Regions from separate parts of the Mus musculus genome. Here region 1 is linked to region 2. The links are chromatin contacts, called in public Micro-C maps. All regions are on one chromosome and are shown on one strand. Each heading gives the region's core, a stretch centred on a gene start, on an enhancer-like site or on the middle of the called end of the contact. The rest is flanking DNA. Distances are from core to core; before and after follow the strand shown.

What was found. A called contact is a pair of places that touch in the nucleus more often than the background predicts.
Region 1: a Micro-C map of the G1E-ER4 cell line shows a contact between it and region 2. The contact joins two enhancer-like sites. A contact is called at or near these places in 2 of 15 datasets of contacts at CTCF or cohesin (CD8 T cells and large pre-B cells), 47 of 484 Hi-C or Micro-C datasets (B cells, CD4 T cells, CD8 T cells and 34 more) and 7 of 115 datasets of contacts at active chromatin or transcription factors (the 230-238 cell line, CD4 single positive thymocytes, CD8 T cells and 3 more).

What each region holds. Positions count from the first base shown.
Region 1 is chr2:43,834,826-43,839,032 of GRCm38.p6, forward strand. All of the region lies in intron 3 of Arhgap15 (Rho GTPase activating protein 15), which reads left to right. Among named protein-coding and RNA genes, the nearest start is that of Gm39804, 49 kb to the left of the region's middle. Within about 2 kb of position 1,281, at least 8 of the 459 cell types and tissues checked have an H3K27ac peak or open chromatin away from gene starts, as enhancers often do. A contact at or near this core is called in the G1E-ER4 cell line, where this site is marked.
Region 2 is chr2:43,719,787-43,724,533 of GRCm38.p6, forward strand. All of the region lies in intron 4 of Gm30374 (a long non-coding RNA gene), which reads right to left. Among named protein-coding and RNA genes, the nearest start is that of Gm30374, 7.3 kb to the right of the region's middle. Within about 2 kb of position 3,370, at least 26 of the 459 cell types and tissues checked have an H3K27ac peak or open chromatin away from gene starts, as enhancers often do. A contact at or near this core is called in the G1E-ER4 cell line, where this site is marked.

The sequences.
Region 1 (4,207 bases), core at 31-2,530, 110 kb after region 2:
ACGTCTATTGGATTCTTACTTTTATTTTAATGGCAGAAATGCCATCAGTTATGTAAACTTCCATCTGGAGAGTAGACTGTCATGAAGAGTAACAATGAAAAGAACCAGGAAGTTTTTCCAAAAGCAAATCTATACATTTTAAACTACCCATTACCATTCATGAAAAGACGTTCTCTAGAAGACACAAAGTTTACATTAAATCTGATGAGCATGAACTTTTCATCTACCTGCAGAGTCTTTCCCACAACTTGGGGTTGCTTGTATCTCTCTCTGTTTCCTCCATATTTCCCTGCCTCCCTGTCTCCTCCATCTCTCCCTGTCTCCCTGTCTCCTCCATTTCTCCCTGTCGCCCTGTCTCCTCCATGGATCTGCACAGTAGCCCAGTCACCCATAGTGTCCTGTTGTCAGTATCTCTCAGGACACTCTGTCATGTCTGAAACAATGTACCAAAATAATTTGGAGCCAATTATTTAAATTCCTTGAGTTAATATTATTGTTTATATTTATGTTTTTAACATTTGAATTCTCGTGTGTATTTATTTTCAAAACATTGGCTGTAATGTAAAAAAGTCTCACTTCTTTTACCTCCTATTTAAAGAATTCTCTGAAATATTTTTAAGAATCGTGAGACTACAGTTCTGGTTACAGCTTTTGAAATAATCTATTAGGTCTACCCCATTTTGGAGTAAAGTGTTTTACTTTATAAAATGAAAACTGTCATTGCCAATGCTCCAATGAGTACATTTTCCTTTGGGGAGCCATGCATTATTATGTTTTTTTTTTTTTTTTTTTACAGTTCCTTTATAATAGAGCTGATTGTGATCAACATGGGTAATTAAAAGAGTAACACATGTATTTTGACAGTTATTTTCGAAGCATTCCTAATTGGAGTCTAAAAATGCTCACAGTGGCCCCAGTATAGGAAGAAATATAGCATTAATGCCACACAGATGCATATCACAAGACTTCAGTGAAAGAAGCTAGGATGAGAACAGGGGACTCTGTGATTGCTTAACACAAAACTCTGATACACTTTGCACTTGTTTCTTGATCTTCTATTAATATATTCCTCCTTGCTACTGTGCATGAGGTCCAATTAGTTTCAAGGCACTTTCCCCCTAAACAAAGATTCAAGAAAAATAACCCTGATTATAGCATGTTAAATCTTTATCGTCTTTATTTTTATTGAAACATCGTAAGGCGTGTCTATGGATAGCCTTGCAGGAGTCAAAAGCCTGTGGTGGGTTTTTTATCTGCTTCCTCCTGAGCAAGGAGGATTTGGAGGGCAGAGCTCAGGAAGTTGTCCTGGCTCGGAGCAAATCAGCCTTTTGCAGATAAACTTAAGTCACAGGTGTTGCCTTTTTAAGCCTGATATCGTTCTGTGGGTTAATTAATACTTGTGAGGGCTTTGAAGATGAAATGCAATATGAAGATATTGTACTTCCTTGTTTTAAAGAAAAAAGAGTAGTCATTTTGTATACTAATACTATTGACCAGCTGGGGTTTCTTTAAGTTGGAAAAGAGAAACAAATATATCTTTAATATTTCAAAATGCCATTTTGCTAAGTTAGAGTTAGGTTTGGCAAATAATATCATCTCAAAAGTTAAGATGATAATAATAATAAATAATAATAGTTTAATCAATTATTATAGAAACCATTTCAGATTAATTATTTCATTTCCTTAAGCAGGGGTCTGCTTATTCATTCATTTATTTGTCTAGGCCATGGTCATTCAGGAGGAGGGTTAGGCTATGGGAATGATGGGATATTAAAAAGTCGTGGCCTTTTCTGGAGAAAGACCTGTGGACAAGCAGATGCATCAAGGACAAGAAAAAGGCTTGGTTCTACACTAGTGACTGTGGGAGAAGAAAGACTTATATTTGGAGTCATGAGTCGTCTTACAAGTACTCTTTGAAAGTGTTATTTAAAATAAGATTTGCACCATAAGTAGAACTGTGGAAACAAAAGAATGAGAACAGGAAGAAAAAAAAATCAAGAAAAGACAGCACATTCAGGTTATCAGTACAACAGTTTTATTTCAACTGTATTTGAAAAATTTCAAGAATGCCATGATGAGGCAGGCATGGAGGAACATGCCTGTAACACAGACACATGGAAGGCAGAAAAAGGAAGTCTGCATGTTCAAGGCCAGCCTGGAGTACATAGAAGGATCCAGATTAATAGCCAACCAGGACTACATACCCTGTATATGAGAAAACCAAACGACATACTGCTGACACCATTGCATACACTAGCAAGATTTTGCTGAAAGGACCCAGATGTAGCTGTCTCTTGTGAGACTATGCCGGGGCCTAGCAAACACAGAAGTGGATGCTCACAGTCAGCTAGTGGATTGATCACAGGGCCCCCAATGGAGGAGCTAGAGAAAGTACCCAAGGAGCTAAAGGGATCTGCAACCCTATAGGTGGAACAACAATATGAACTAACCAGTACCCCGGAGCTCTTGACTCTAGCTGCATATGTATCAAAAGATGGCCTAGTCGGCCATCACTGGAAAGAGAGGCCCATTGGACACACAAACTTTATATGCCCCAGTACAGGGGAACGCCAGGGCCAAAAAAATGGGAATGGGTGGGTAGGGAAGTGAGAGGGAGGGTATGAGGGACTTTTGGGATAGCATTGGAAATGTAATTGAGGAAAATATGTAATAAAAATATTTTTAAAAAAAAGAGAGAAGAGAAGAGCTGTGGTGCTGGATCAGGCAGAGCCTTCCCTAGGGGAAGCAGCTCCAGGTGATGGGAGATTGGAGAAATCCTGGAACCAGAGGTTAGTTAAATTTTGCCTGCCTGCCATGCCCCCCACTTATAATCCGTTTAATTCTAGAGCAGAGAAAAATGTACACCCGCACATCAACAAAGACTATTAGAATTGAGCAACTCTCTCTTCACAGAGTGAAATTAAGTTATAATGCAGACAAATTGTAATAATAAGATGCTCTGACAGCAAGGAGGAGGAAGGCCATGCTTGGCGAACTTCAATGACGGTCAAAAAATCAAGTAACAGTGAAAGTAAAGACAGTGAAACAGAAACAGATTGAGAGTGGAATTCTAAGAAAAGCCTTCAGAAGACCGAAGAATGGTTTCCAGATACAGAGAGATCTTTCCTAAACCCATCTCCTAAGCACAAACTGGATTTCTTGGTGGTGAATGAATGAGACTTGCTGGCTCCAGCATGAAAGGCTCCGGATGAAAGTTCACGGGAGATCTTAAACACAAAATGCTCTAATGTCATTTCCAAAATGATCTTTTGATGAGTTAGTGGTAAAGAAAGCAACAACACAAGGATAGCATTTCCCTTGAAATACACAGTGGTTTAATAAGAGGGGCTGCACATAGCTTGGCAAATCATAACATGCACTTCACCAAGCCCAGTGTTTAGAAAACACTTAAGGGCTGTGAGTGGAAACATAAAGTGAGACAGGATCCCACACCCTCCTATGAAAGAGGAGAGGGTACCCACATGAAGATGCACTCCACACGTGAACTAAAGAGAGCAAGGGGTCTGTGACAGTAAATATCATCAAAGCCAGACTAGGAAGCCACATCAGTTTCTCAGGAGTTTGGCAGTTTGTTCTCATTTTGGGTGATTGATTGCTTGCCTTTTGTTTCTTTTCTTTTAGTTTCTTTGGGATAAGCTCTCATAATGATGCAGCCCTGGCTTACCTGCAGCTCACTGGGTAAAACAGCTTAGCCTTGAACTGGTGTGTTGCTCTTCCTGCCTGTTTCTGCAAGTGCTGAGGTTACAGGCACTACCCACTACACCATGCTTCAAGAATTTCTTTAGGAATGCATAGCTGTTTTGTGGGATTTGTGAGTTTGTGATACACAGAACTAATTTTGCTTGACTCTTCAGGTGATCATTGCATACAGCTAGAGAATCTAAATGTATGTACATACTATATATTACAGATTTACATGAGGTCAGCACATTGTATTGGAAAGCATCATCCTTCAGAAAAATCCTCATATCATGTGCTCTCTCTCTCTCTCTCTCTCTCTCTCTCTCTCTCTCTCTCTCTCTCTCTCTCTCTCTCCTTTCTCTCCCTTCTCTCTCATTCCCCAAATGCAATTTTTGCTGCCCTCATGCATATGTGTAGGGCTAGGGGAGCATGGTCCACCTACCATGGAGTACACGCCTAAGGAAATGGCTTCTTCTTCCCCAAACAACAATCAACTGTTAATTAC
Region 2 (4,747 bases), core at 2,120-4,619:
GCAGTTATCCATAAGCCACTTCAAGTGGGTAGCAAGTTTGAGCACTGCTGGACCAGGTATGGGTAGATTCTGTTCTGTGCTGAGGGTTTTGTTTGTCTTTTCTTTAAGGAAGCAAACAAACTCGCACTCAATATTGGTGACATCTTTTATTTACACGCCCTGAAGCCATCACTATGCCCCAGTTATAGATCTGTAATTTGTGCTTTTTATTCTTCAATTTTATTACCTAAACTTACTCTTCTATGCATTGTTTTATGTTTCTGGTTAAATATAAGTGAAAATTGATTGGAGGATTTCTCAATGGAATTTTATCTTTATTTCATCATAATTGCTTCGTATTTGAATAATGACAGATGAGCTGCCTCATTCAATCGCAGTTTTAAGGCTTTGAAGTCACAATAACATCACAGGATTTAAATCCTCAAGCCATTATTACAGCAGAAACGACACTGGGGAAAATGGAAACTTATGGTGTGATAATTTGCTTGGGGGGGAAGAAAAGAACTCTGGTGGCTAAAACACATTCTCTCCAGGACTGTTTGGAGCCTATGACACTGTGACCTAAGTCTGAACTACAGACTGAGTTGCACTTTTCCCAATGACTACTAGAAGGGTGTAAGTATTGAATTCACACAACAAACAAATGACATAATTATTTTGTTTTAGGATGAAACATTTGGCCTGGGCGGTAGCTTAGCATCATAATGCTTGCCTAGTGTGCACAAGGCCCTGGCTCACTCCCCAGCACTGCAAAAAAAAAAAAAAAAATGCGATCTCAGTATCATGTAATAACAATTCATTCTTTCATCAGTAGAGAACCTCAGATTTCTTTCTTCTCTGACCTTTGTATCAAGCTGAGAACATGATCACACGCTCCAAGGTGTACAAGCTCGCCTTTGCATCCAGTTTCAGTGAATGACTCAAATGCTAAAAGCAAAACAGATCTGCCATTGGAAACTTCATAAATACATCCAGTGTATTTGCTGCTGACAGATTGAGGCCTGAAAGCACTTCCATTTCTTGAATATTAAACCATCTTTCTTCTGGCAATGCTATTAGGGGTTCAGGACCACATGGCAAAGAAGATTGCGATGCAAAGGAGCTAGACTCTAGAATAAGTGAAAAGGAGAAAGGCACTCAGGTTCTACAGAACGGCACGGGTATGAGGACAGAGTTCTAACAAGGTACAGTAGACACAGTGACTATGAAGCACCCTCCAGTGACAGGGTGGTCTCCAGCCACTTATAAGTGCACACAGATGAGGTCAAGCCAGGGGATTTCTTTCCAAGTTTCTCAATAAAGGAAGGGTAGTAAAATTAGCTTATGACCCAATACTAGAGCATTAGTCAGTATTTCTATAAAGCATCATACCTCAGTGTGAAGGAAGATTCTCAGAGCTTGGGGGACGGGGGAGGTTGGCTGTCTCTCTAATCCATGGGTGCTCAGTCTATCATTTTCAAATGCAGTCTCGTGTTTAATTCCATTCTGACTTCTGGCTTAAGTTAAGGAGAGATTTGTTTGGTACATCTTCATTTTCTGGTTGAATTTGCTCCATTCACCAAGCTAATGGATTCCAGGGTTCTTGTTTCCACTTCCTGGTACTCAACTTTTGATTTGCCAGTGTCTCTTTGCTAAGCTTCTCTCTGTAAAAGGGAACACCCTCTGTCCTAAGTTGAGCACTGGCAGGAACTGATGGGGCCAGAAAACAGCTGAAGAAGACCTTGGCAAAAATATATCAAAATGTTTTGGCCTTTCTGTGCCTGGATGCCTGGATGGATAAGAGGCCATCACAGACCTGGAAAAATAAATGCTTCATGCCCCCCCCCCCCCCCCCCACACACACTTATTTTCCAAATCCACTGCAATATTTTCAGAACCCTGGACAAAAGACAAAGTAAAATCACTCAAACTGTGTTATTAATCAAAAGTTTCCAAACAAACTATGAACCCCAGCACAATTCTATTTGTTCACATAGCAACTCCTCTCCGCAGGACCTGGGTCACCTCATTGAAACATCGGTTCCTTCCGCAGCTTGGAGTGCAGGTGACCCTGGCTCTGTTATTGCTGTTCGGTTTCCATTTTGCTTTCTGTGACACAGTTCAAGATCTCCAATACTTCACCAAACCTACCCTGGGGGAAAAAATATCTCTCTTGAAGGGAACACACCCCTGGCAGCGTGCCTGCTCTGGATGGCCCCGTGGCTAGATGGATGGAGGGGTGATTTAAATGAAATCTCAAGCAGACACACGGATTCTTGGGGAGTAAATGTCCAAATATCCAGTTCTTGAAAGTGCCCACAGAGGCAAAAAGCCACAAAGGCCATGTCCCAAACAAACCACTGTTATGTTTTGTTTTTTTGTTTTTGTTTTTGTTTTGTTTTGTGTTTTTTATCAAGTCCCATCTATTAAGTCGCAATCCTCTCCCAATAGCCCATAAGATTAGGGTTGGTGACTTAACCCTCTTGCTCCCAATCCTTCCGCACAACCACATCCCTGAACGTCACAGCACTAAGGAGCAAGTATTGACCATAACTGGGGACAACTTCAAAGCCATTGAGAGATGGCACTGATCTTACACAAGAGTTAATGGAATTACACACGGAAACATTGGCAGACAAACAACACACATGTCCATCCATGGTCACTAATTCGTCTTAAAGCTTGAAAGCTAGTAATAGTAGTAGTAGTAGTAGTAGCAGTAGTAGTAGTAATTTATCCTGGTAACATTTGCTTAACCTGTGATCACTCAACTTAAACTCCCCTTAATTTCGGGACAGTATGATGCAAGAAGAGTGACTTCAAAAGATCATGGTCTTGTGTGTGTCCCGTCCATGAGTCTGGAGAATGGTCAGCTGCTGGTACTACCTGCTCACCTACACTGTTGATTAGGCTTAGCTGCTGCGTAAGGGCAATATCTACCTGTGCTTTTCCCAGGCAAACATCACCATATTTGGCCAATCTAGCCGAGCTAGGATAGCCAATAATCTACGGGGCCACATGACTGAGGCTTTTGAGAACTGCTGCCTCAACGTAGGACATTCTAGTTAGTTAAAACCCCAGAGAGGTCCCATCATTAGTATTTACGCTGATTCTTGTAATGGCCACAAGGTGGCGCCAAATCACAAAGAAAACTGACTGGAGCATGGCTGTTCTGGTGGATTTGCATATTTCGCTGCTGGGACATTTCTTTAGTCTCCCGATAGGCATCATTCCTCGATTTCCCAGATGCATTAACGTTTGCATCCGATCTTTCTTATCTTTGAAGGATTTTGTTCTAGAAATCAAGAAATCAATGAAACAGAGGGAGGGTTCGGAGACTGCAGATAATCTATAAAGCCATACAGTTAAGTCTAAGAGATGAGAGCAGACAGAGCTTGGAGTTAGGGGGACAGAAGGCCTGCACTGTGGCGGCACCTCCCTGCAGCTCCCTGTTCTGAAGAACTCTGGTATGACTTCACGTGTTCGTCTTTCTCACCACTGGATATCAGCTCTGTAGTCTCAAGTGTAACTCTGGGGCTACGTCCCTGAAGTATTAGGTGGCACCGTGAAGGTACCTGCAACTTATGCACTAGAAGGGCTTGTCAACATAGATTGGCACACACTACTGTTAACAATGAAGATCTAGTGACTGGAACAGCCTTGAGCCACACCCCCTTCCAATGAAGCACTTGGCTTCACTTCCACAAGCTGTGTGTGTGTGACTTCGTGCACACATATCGATACACCTACATGTCTATATGAATAGATTTGCATACACTAGACAAGCAGAGTTAGGTTCTCATTAATTATGCACGTTTTGGTTGCCTGTGGTTGACAATAGATTTTTTTTGTAATATTTGTGGATTTTCTGATCTGTAGCATAAAACAATTACATTATTTAAGAGGAATGTAAGCTCATTAATGCATCAGGAAGGTTAAATCTTACCTAATCTTTTATTCTGGGCACTCCCAGACAATGACCTCATCATTATCCCATCTTCTTATATAACAAGATCTGTGTTTTCTTTTGAGCTTTTCGATGGGCCCATCTAGAAGTGTCACATGTTAGGGCTCCAAAGACAAAAGCAAAATTGTCACTGTGGGACATTTGAAAAAGTTTTTTGGCTTATGTGCCTGGTATTTGGTGAGGGGCTCATACATGAAAGCAGGAAGCATGGCAACCATTTTGAGACCACGAGGGACAAGATGACAGGTTCCTAGCTAACTAAATCTTTGCAATTCTGAGTCCCAAAGTTCACTCTGTCAATGTTTGCCATAGCCCAAGTTTATATTTCTCTTTACACACACACACACACACACACACACACACACACACACACACACACAACCTTGCACATATGTCAAATCCCCTGGTACTTTGGATTTTCTTTTGTACAAGACATAGAATCCTACCTTCATTAGATAATAGCTGGAGCAGCCTCGCATGCTTTCCTTGAACTTGTCTACAAGTCTGTCTACACTTGGCACCCACTAAATATCACTGAAGCAATCTGGGCTGCTATTCTTCAATGTTCTCTGTTCTTTTAAAATTGAGCTTTAAATCATTATTTCGTTTGGACAACTCAAAACCGGAACTGAGCTATATACTTCACATGGGCTCAAAGGGGCTGCGGACACACTGTAACAGCAGACTGAAAAGGTGAAATAAAGAGAGAGAAAAATGAATGAAGTGATATAGACCATGGAAAGAAGAGGTAAAGAAGATGAGGAAGTAGAAGAGGAAGAGGAGGAGGAGAAGAAAGAAGAG